Regions from separate parts of the Rattus norvegicus genome. Here region 2 is linked to region 1. Evidence: chromatin contacts called from public HiChIP or PLAC-seq data. All regions are on one chromosome and are shown on one strand. Each heading gives the region's core, a stretch centred on a gene start, on an enhancer-like site or on the middle of the called end of the contact. The rest is flanking DNA. Distances are from core to core; before and after follow the strand shown.

What was found. HiChIP or PLAC-seq counts read pairs in DNA pulled down with a chosen protein or histone mark.
Region 2: an H3K27ac HiChIP or PLAC-seq map of oligodendrocytes shows a contact between it and region 1, with 5 times the contacts expected there. The contact joins the promoter of Atp1a2 here to the promoter of Dcaf8 in region 1. A contact is called at or near these places in 1 of 12 Hi-C or Micro-C datasets (hepatocytes) and 1 of 1 datasets of contacts at active chromatin or transcription factors (oligodendrocytes).

Annotation. Positions count from the first base shown.
Region 1 is chr13:87,141,380-87,144,377 of GRCr8, forward strand. It overlaps Dcaf8 (DDB1 and CUL4 associated factor 8), which reads left to right and starts at 1,292. Exons shown (of 14, transcript NM_001014231.1): 1 at 1,292-1,432; 2 at 2,328-2,400.
Region 2 is chr13:87,285,364-87,288,215 of GRCr8, forward strand. It overlaps Atp1a2 (ATPase Na+/K+ transporting subunit alpha 2), which reads right to left and starts at 1,548. Exons shown (of 23, transcript NM_012505.2): 1 at 1,424-1,548. The coding sequence starts at 1,435. It also overlaps a transcript of Igsf8 not described here.

The DNA.
Region 1 (2,998 bases), core at 42-2,541:
AAAGAGTGGAAGGGGAGCTAAGAAAAGAGAATGGAGTAAACCCTAATCACAAAAGCTAATGGTAATTATTGGAGGAAGGTAACCAACAAGAAGGGGAAAATGAGTGGGAGGGGACCAGGAATAACCAGGTATTGACACATATATGTATGAAAATGCCACATGGAAACCTATTTTGTTTTGTGTGTATGGGGTGTGTGTGTGTGTGTGTGTGTGTGTGTGTGTGTGTGTGTGTGTGTGTGTGTGTGTTTTGGAGGTGGGGGAAGGACGTATTCTAGCCCAGAACTTACTGTATATCCTGCCTCAGCCTCCTGAGTGCTACTTTGTAATCTATTAGTTTGTATGCTAATTTTAAAAATTAAACTCTTCGGTGTTGAGCGCCTTTAATCCTAATCCCAGCACCTGGGAGGCAGAGGCAAGTGGGTGATCTTTATGAGATCTATACCGTTCCAGGACAGCCAAAGTTGTGTAGAAGGACCCTGTTTCAAATGAATAAATAAATCCAGTTTCTATGCTGTCTCACTCTCACCCCCAGGTCTGGGGTCAAACTTTCCAAACTTTTTAGACCCTTAGGAAGCATTCCAACACTTGGCCAACATCCCCAAACCTACTAAGGCTCTTTTAAACAAATGGACAAATGGGTGCTGTCAGGCAGAAGTGACCCTCGACAGAAGGCCTCTTAAACCACTGAAGGAAGTGCAGTCTTGAGCCTCAAAGGGGAAAGGGGTTTTGCTTTGTTTCTTTTTTTTTTTTTTTTTTTTTTTTTTGTGGTTCTTTTTTTCGGAGCTGGGGACCGAACCCAGGGCCTTGCGCTTCCTAGGTAAGCGCTCTACCACTGAGCTAAATACCCAGCCCCTTGTTTCTTTTTTAAACAAGAAAAAAATTGTGGCAAGATTTAGAACCTCAGGCATAGAGGACTAGTAGTTTGCCTGCCAGTCCCTTTGGAATGAGTGAGGTTCGTTTTCCATCACAACGCTAAGGAGCCCCTAAATCGCATGTGTTTTGAATACCAGGAGAAAAGCCATCACTCTGAAACTACGAAAACAACTTGACTCCTCCGCCCCGCGCACGCGCCCCTCGCTGCTTCGGTTGGCCTTAGGCTCCGCCCCCTGTGCGGCCACCAGGAGGGTTGGGAGCCCAGAGCTCGCGGGACCGCTCTCGCTCAGTCGCCTCCAGCACAGCGTCGCAAACCCCGCCGGAAAGCGTGACGGCGCAGGCGCAGGCGCGGAGACCCGAGACGGTGGTGGTGGCTGCCGCTGGCCAGTGTAAGATGGCGGCGGCGTTGGTGGCGGCAGTGGACGGGGCGGCTGGGCCTGGAACAGTTGGAGCATCCGCTGGCAGAAGGATGACCCTAGATGGGAAGCGGGCTGCCGGGCCTCGCCAGCTCCCGTGCTTGTAACTGCCCCAGCCGGACGCCCTCCCCTTGACCTACCGGGTCCGTGTTTAGTCCGGCTCGGCCTGTTTCCCCTCTCCCTGACTGCTCTCCCGCAGGACAGGCCCGATCCCTTTCCTAAAACTCCCAGACTTTAGGTCTTATTCCCCTTCACCCGCGTCAGTGCTGGGAGGACTACCTGTCCTTTGCCCGGGTCAGTCTGGGTTGCCCCCTAGGGCACCCCCATGATTCACAGGGACTTCTTGTTCGTCCGGTGACCTATTCGTAAACTCTCATTTCTTCTTCCTTTATAATTTGGGGACCCGGCTCTGTCTGTGTCTCCTAGTCACTTCAGGGCCACCGCGCAATGTGCCCCTTCCCCCATCCCAAGTTCTCAGGCCCAGCACCTCGTACGGAAGGCCGAGGTCCAAGAAACTGGCAGCCTGTTCTTGAGTGCTTTGTGATCTAGTTCTCTTAGCGTACCTGCCCCTGTCCCGAAATCTTTTAGGACACCTTAGAACGGTCCCGCTTGGTCCTTATTAGTTGGAAAGCATCTGGTGGCTTGAATTTCTGACTCATGATTGTTGGTGTAGTCTGTAAACAAACCCGCACTAGAGCTATCACATTCTCCCCCGGATTCTCCCCTCCCCCACTGCTCTGTAGTTTGTCGAGAGGGGTGGTTTGGTTTAGAGTTGAAAAGATGCAGGTTTTCCTCATAAGTGACTTTTTAGTGTTGGTGGAGCTGGGAGATAATTTGCCTGGCGTTTAAATCTTGTGTTAATCCTTTGTGTTTCCATTACTGGCATGGGTTTTGTTCAGTAGTCAGAATTGAATTCGGTAAGTTATTTTGGTTTTAAATAGTTCTGAGGAGACAAAAAAAATAGTAAAGCGTGGTCATAAATATTTTGGGTACGTTCGGAAGAGACACCTTTGCCATGTAAACTTTAACTTTTCTCAGTTCTTCAGCGAACCTTCAGACCAGTTTTCTCAGGATCGTGGGCCAGACTTCGGTCGGCGATAAAAACAGCAAGGTGAGTGGCTTTGAAGGCATTTAATTCCTCAATTCAAGACCTGTTCTTGATGTGTAAGTGCAGACCACTAAACTCAACAGTTTTACCCCCGTTTCCAAAAGTTTGGATATTGTTCACAGCTTTGTTATAATTTTGGTTAAATTACTTACAAAATTTAATTGGCTGTGTTTCGACCTGCTGCCCTGTACTATGGCTGTGTGTCTTCAAATGGTTTAAGCCTAGAGTGAGCACTCTGCCTCTTTTTCATTCCTTCCTTTATTTGCATTGTAGTTTGTCTTCGTGTGGGTCATGTCTTAGACTGTTAAAAATTGAGGATTGATTTCCCTGAATTCTGTTTAGCCTTTTGTCAAGTCAGATCTCTTCTCCCAAACCCAAAAGTTATCATCCTTGCCATCTGGAGAGTAATTAACTACTCCTGACCAGAAGTTAGGAGCAGTGAGTGAGCCTCCATTTAGTTGATGCCTTAAGTCCAGTTAGTCTCAGAGGCACAAATTTTCAAAACATAGTGGGATTTTTTTTTTTTTTTTAAGTAGCTCCTTTTGTAGCTAGCTTGCAAATTATCAGTTGGCTTGCAAATTTCAGCAGCACGGGCCAAAGA
Region 2 (2,852 bases), core at 298-2,797, 140 kb after region 1:
CTCTACTTAGATGGAGGTAGGGTTTGCCTGACCTCATTGGCTCTGGCCTCTCAGAGGTTCTGCCCCTCAGCTGGATCTGCTCTTTCTATGGGGAGCAGGAAAGATATTGCTGGCGGTCCCTGGACAGTGTGGCTTATTTTGATTAAGCCTCTTCCTCAGGGAAGCCCATTGACCATAGAGAGTTCCTGAGGGTGGGCTCACAGCCCTCACCTTACCCTCCACCACTCATGACCCTGTATGCTCAAAGGCTCTTTCTTCATTTGCAAATTCGCCTTCTGAGAACATGCTGTTGTGAGGCTGTGGACACATACACACTCACACACACACACACACACACACACACACACACACACACACACACACACACACACACAGATGCACGTATGCATAGGAGCGCAACACTCTTCTATTTCCAGTTCCCACCCCAGCTCTGGACCCCTGGTGTCCAGGATCAGAGTTTTTTCCAGCTGTTCAGCGTAGTGCAACAACATGTCCTTGCCTGACTCTTCCTTGGACCCAGAAGTTGGCCCACAGCCCCCCTGTGGCACTGTCTTCCTCACATTTTGCAATGGCCTGTCAAGCCCTTTCCCTCCATGCCCTCTTTCGCCAGTGTTCCACAGAAGGAAGGCTGCCAAGCACAGTATGTAAAGGGTTCGGGGTCCCTTTGCTTCATATGGGAATTTCATTTCTAAGAATTGGGAAGCCTTGTACTCGCTCGCCCAGACATGACTGTTAATCTTTTCATTGGCAGATCCATTGCTTCAGAATGCCATGGGCAGGGGCAGTTCTCAGCAGCCTTTGGAAAGGTCCCCAAAGCCTATGGCCTGGAGCCCAGGACAGTGTTGCTGGGGACATCTGGAGGGGTGCTGGGGTGAGGGCTGGGGATACATCTTTGCTCCGTCTCTCCCAGTTGACTCTGGCATGCCCTGCTCTGAGAGCTGGTGTAATAAACTGCTAGGTGGCTCCAGGAGTGTGGTGTTTCACAGCTCCTTCCCGACCCCAGGCTGGCCCCTGTGCTCTTGGGCTAAGGACCTCAGAGCAATAGATATTTTCGGTGTGTAACAAGGACAGCAGCGAACGAACAATGCCAAAGTCCCTTCAGCTGGGAAGCTAGGAGCTGTGGAGAAAGAGGAGGGATCTGGGGAGAGAAGATGAGGGGGTGGAGAGCGGGGGAGGTCTGGAAGGGCACTTGGGTGGTTTCTGGGCTCCTTGTGGGAGAGGCAGAGAGCAGGGTGGCTGCAGAACCTGACAGTCTTTAGGTTCTTGAGCACCATGAAATGAATCCACATGCATGTGAAGTCGGGAGACAAGTTCCAAGTTCAAACCATCCCACGCAGTTCAGTCAGCGTCTCTCACCCTCTCCACATCCCATTTCTACTCCACCCTCCAGAGAGTGGCCCCTGATCTTGGGGAAGATACTCACCCCACGACCCATCTTGGGGCAGAGTGGCTGAGGGGACCTAGGCTGGAAAGGTCACCAGGAGGATCCCAAGACCACACCGCCTGTCTGGGGCAGCTGGAGACCCTGGCAGACAGGCAGAGAGAGCCAGAGCAACAGGGTAGCTTTAAATAGGTCCCTCTCCCCCTCACTCCCGCCTTCCCCTTCTGGGGAAAGAAACGTTTGTTGAAACTGGATCCCTGAGGACTCCTCCCCTCCCGCCCCTTTAGCAACTGGCCCAGCTGATGGTCCTGTTTTGTCCCTGGTGTGTCCCCCCCACCCCCCTCAGCTCCTCATCCCATGGCAGCTACAACCAAGAGAGAAGCAAGGGGAAAGGATTAGGGAGGGGGGAGCAGGAAAAAAAAACGAGAAGTGGCCCCTTGAAAGCTAACAGCTCAGGGTCCTAGGACTAACCGCCTATAGTTCTAGGTGAGGAAGCAAGGCTTTAAGAATTCAGCAACCTTAGTGGATAAGACAGAATCTCGCCAAGCTCACATCCAAGCTCCCAGAGGAAGCAACAGCCTGCTCTGTCTGCTGTAGAGGCTGCAAGGACGTTGTGACCAAGAAAGAATTAGAACACAGATGACTCTTATATTTGAAGCTCCTTGCAGGGACCAAAGCCTGGAGGTGCTGAGCCAGGCAAGTCGGACTTGCTGCCCTCTGGCTGCTTCATATACCACCCCGGCCCCACAATAGCTATGAATTTGGCCCAACACATCCTAAACTTACTTCAAACATTGATACTTTGTAACTTTATAGCAATTTTTGTTTGTTTGTTTTTCGACACAGGTTTTCTCTGTGTAGTCTTGGCTGTCCTGGAACTTGCTCTATAGATCAGCCTGGCCTCAAATTCAGAGATCTGGCTGCCTCTGCTGGGATTAAATGAGTGCACCACCACCTCCCAGCGTGATCTTTTTTGTTTGTTTGTTTGTTTGTTTGTTTTTTGTTTTTTGTTTTTTGGTTTTTTGTTTTTGTTTTTGATGGTGTGATTATATAGTTGTCCAGTGTGGTTTGTAGATGATGTGAATGTTGTAGATGGCAACATTGTGACACACCTGCAACCCAGAGAAGGCTACAAGAGTCTCAGCAAGACAGGTAGAAGCAGTTGGGAAGGTAAAGGACAGAAGATATGAAAAGCCAGGAAGGCAGCCCTAGTCCAGCAACGCAGGCATTTGGTAGCATCTTTGCGTTCTGTATGTGGAACAGATGAACCTCCCCTTCACTGCTACAGAGGAGCTCTGGGTGAGTCTGCATCCGGAGGCTGGTGAATGGTATGAGAAGTCAAATCTGGGAGGTGTGGCATTTCTAAGGAGCGTGTGGAAGTCATTATCTCCTCAGATACCAAGGCTGTGGGCTAGAAAGAACAAGGACTTCCTCAGTTCCTTCTGGGAGGAAAGGGACAGGGAGACTCCAC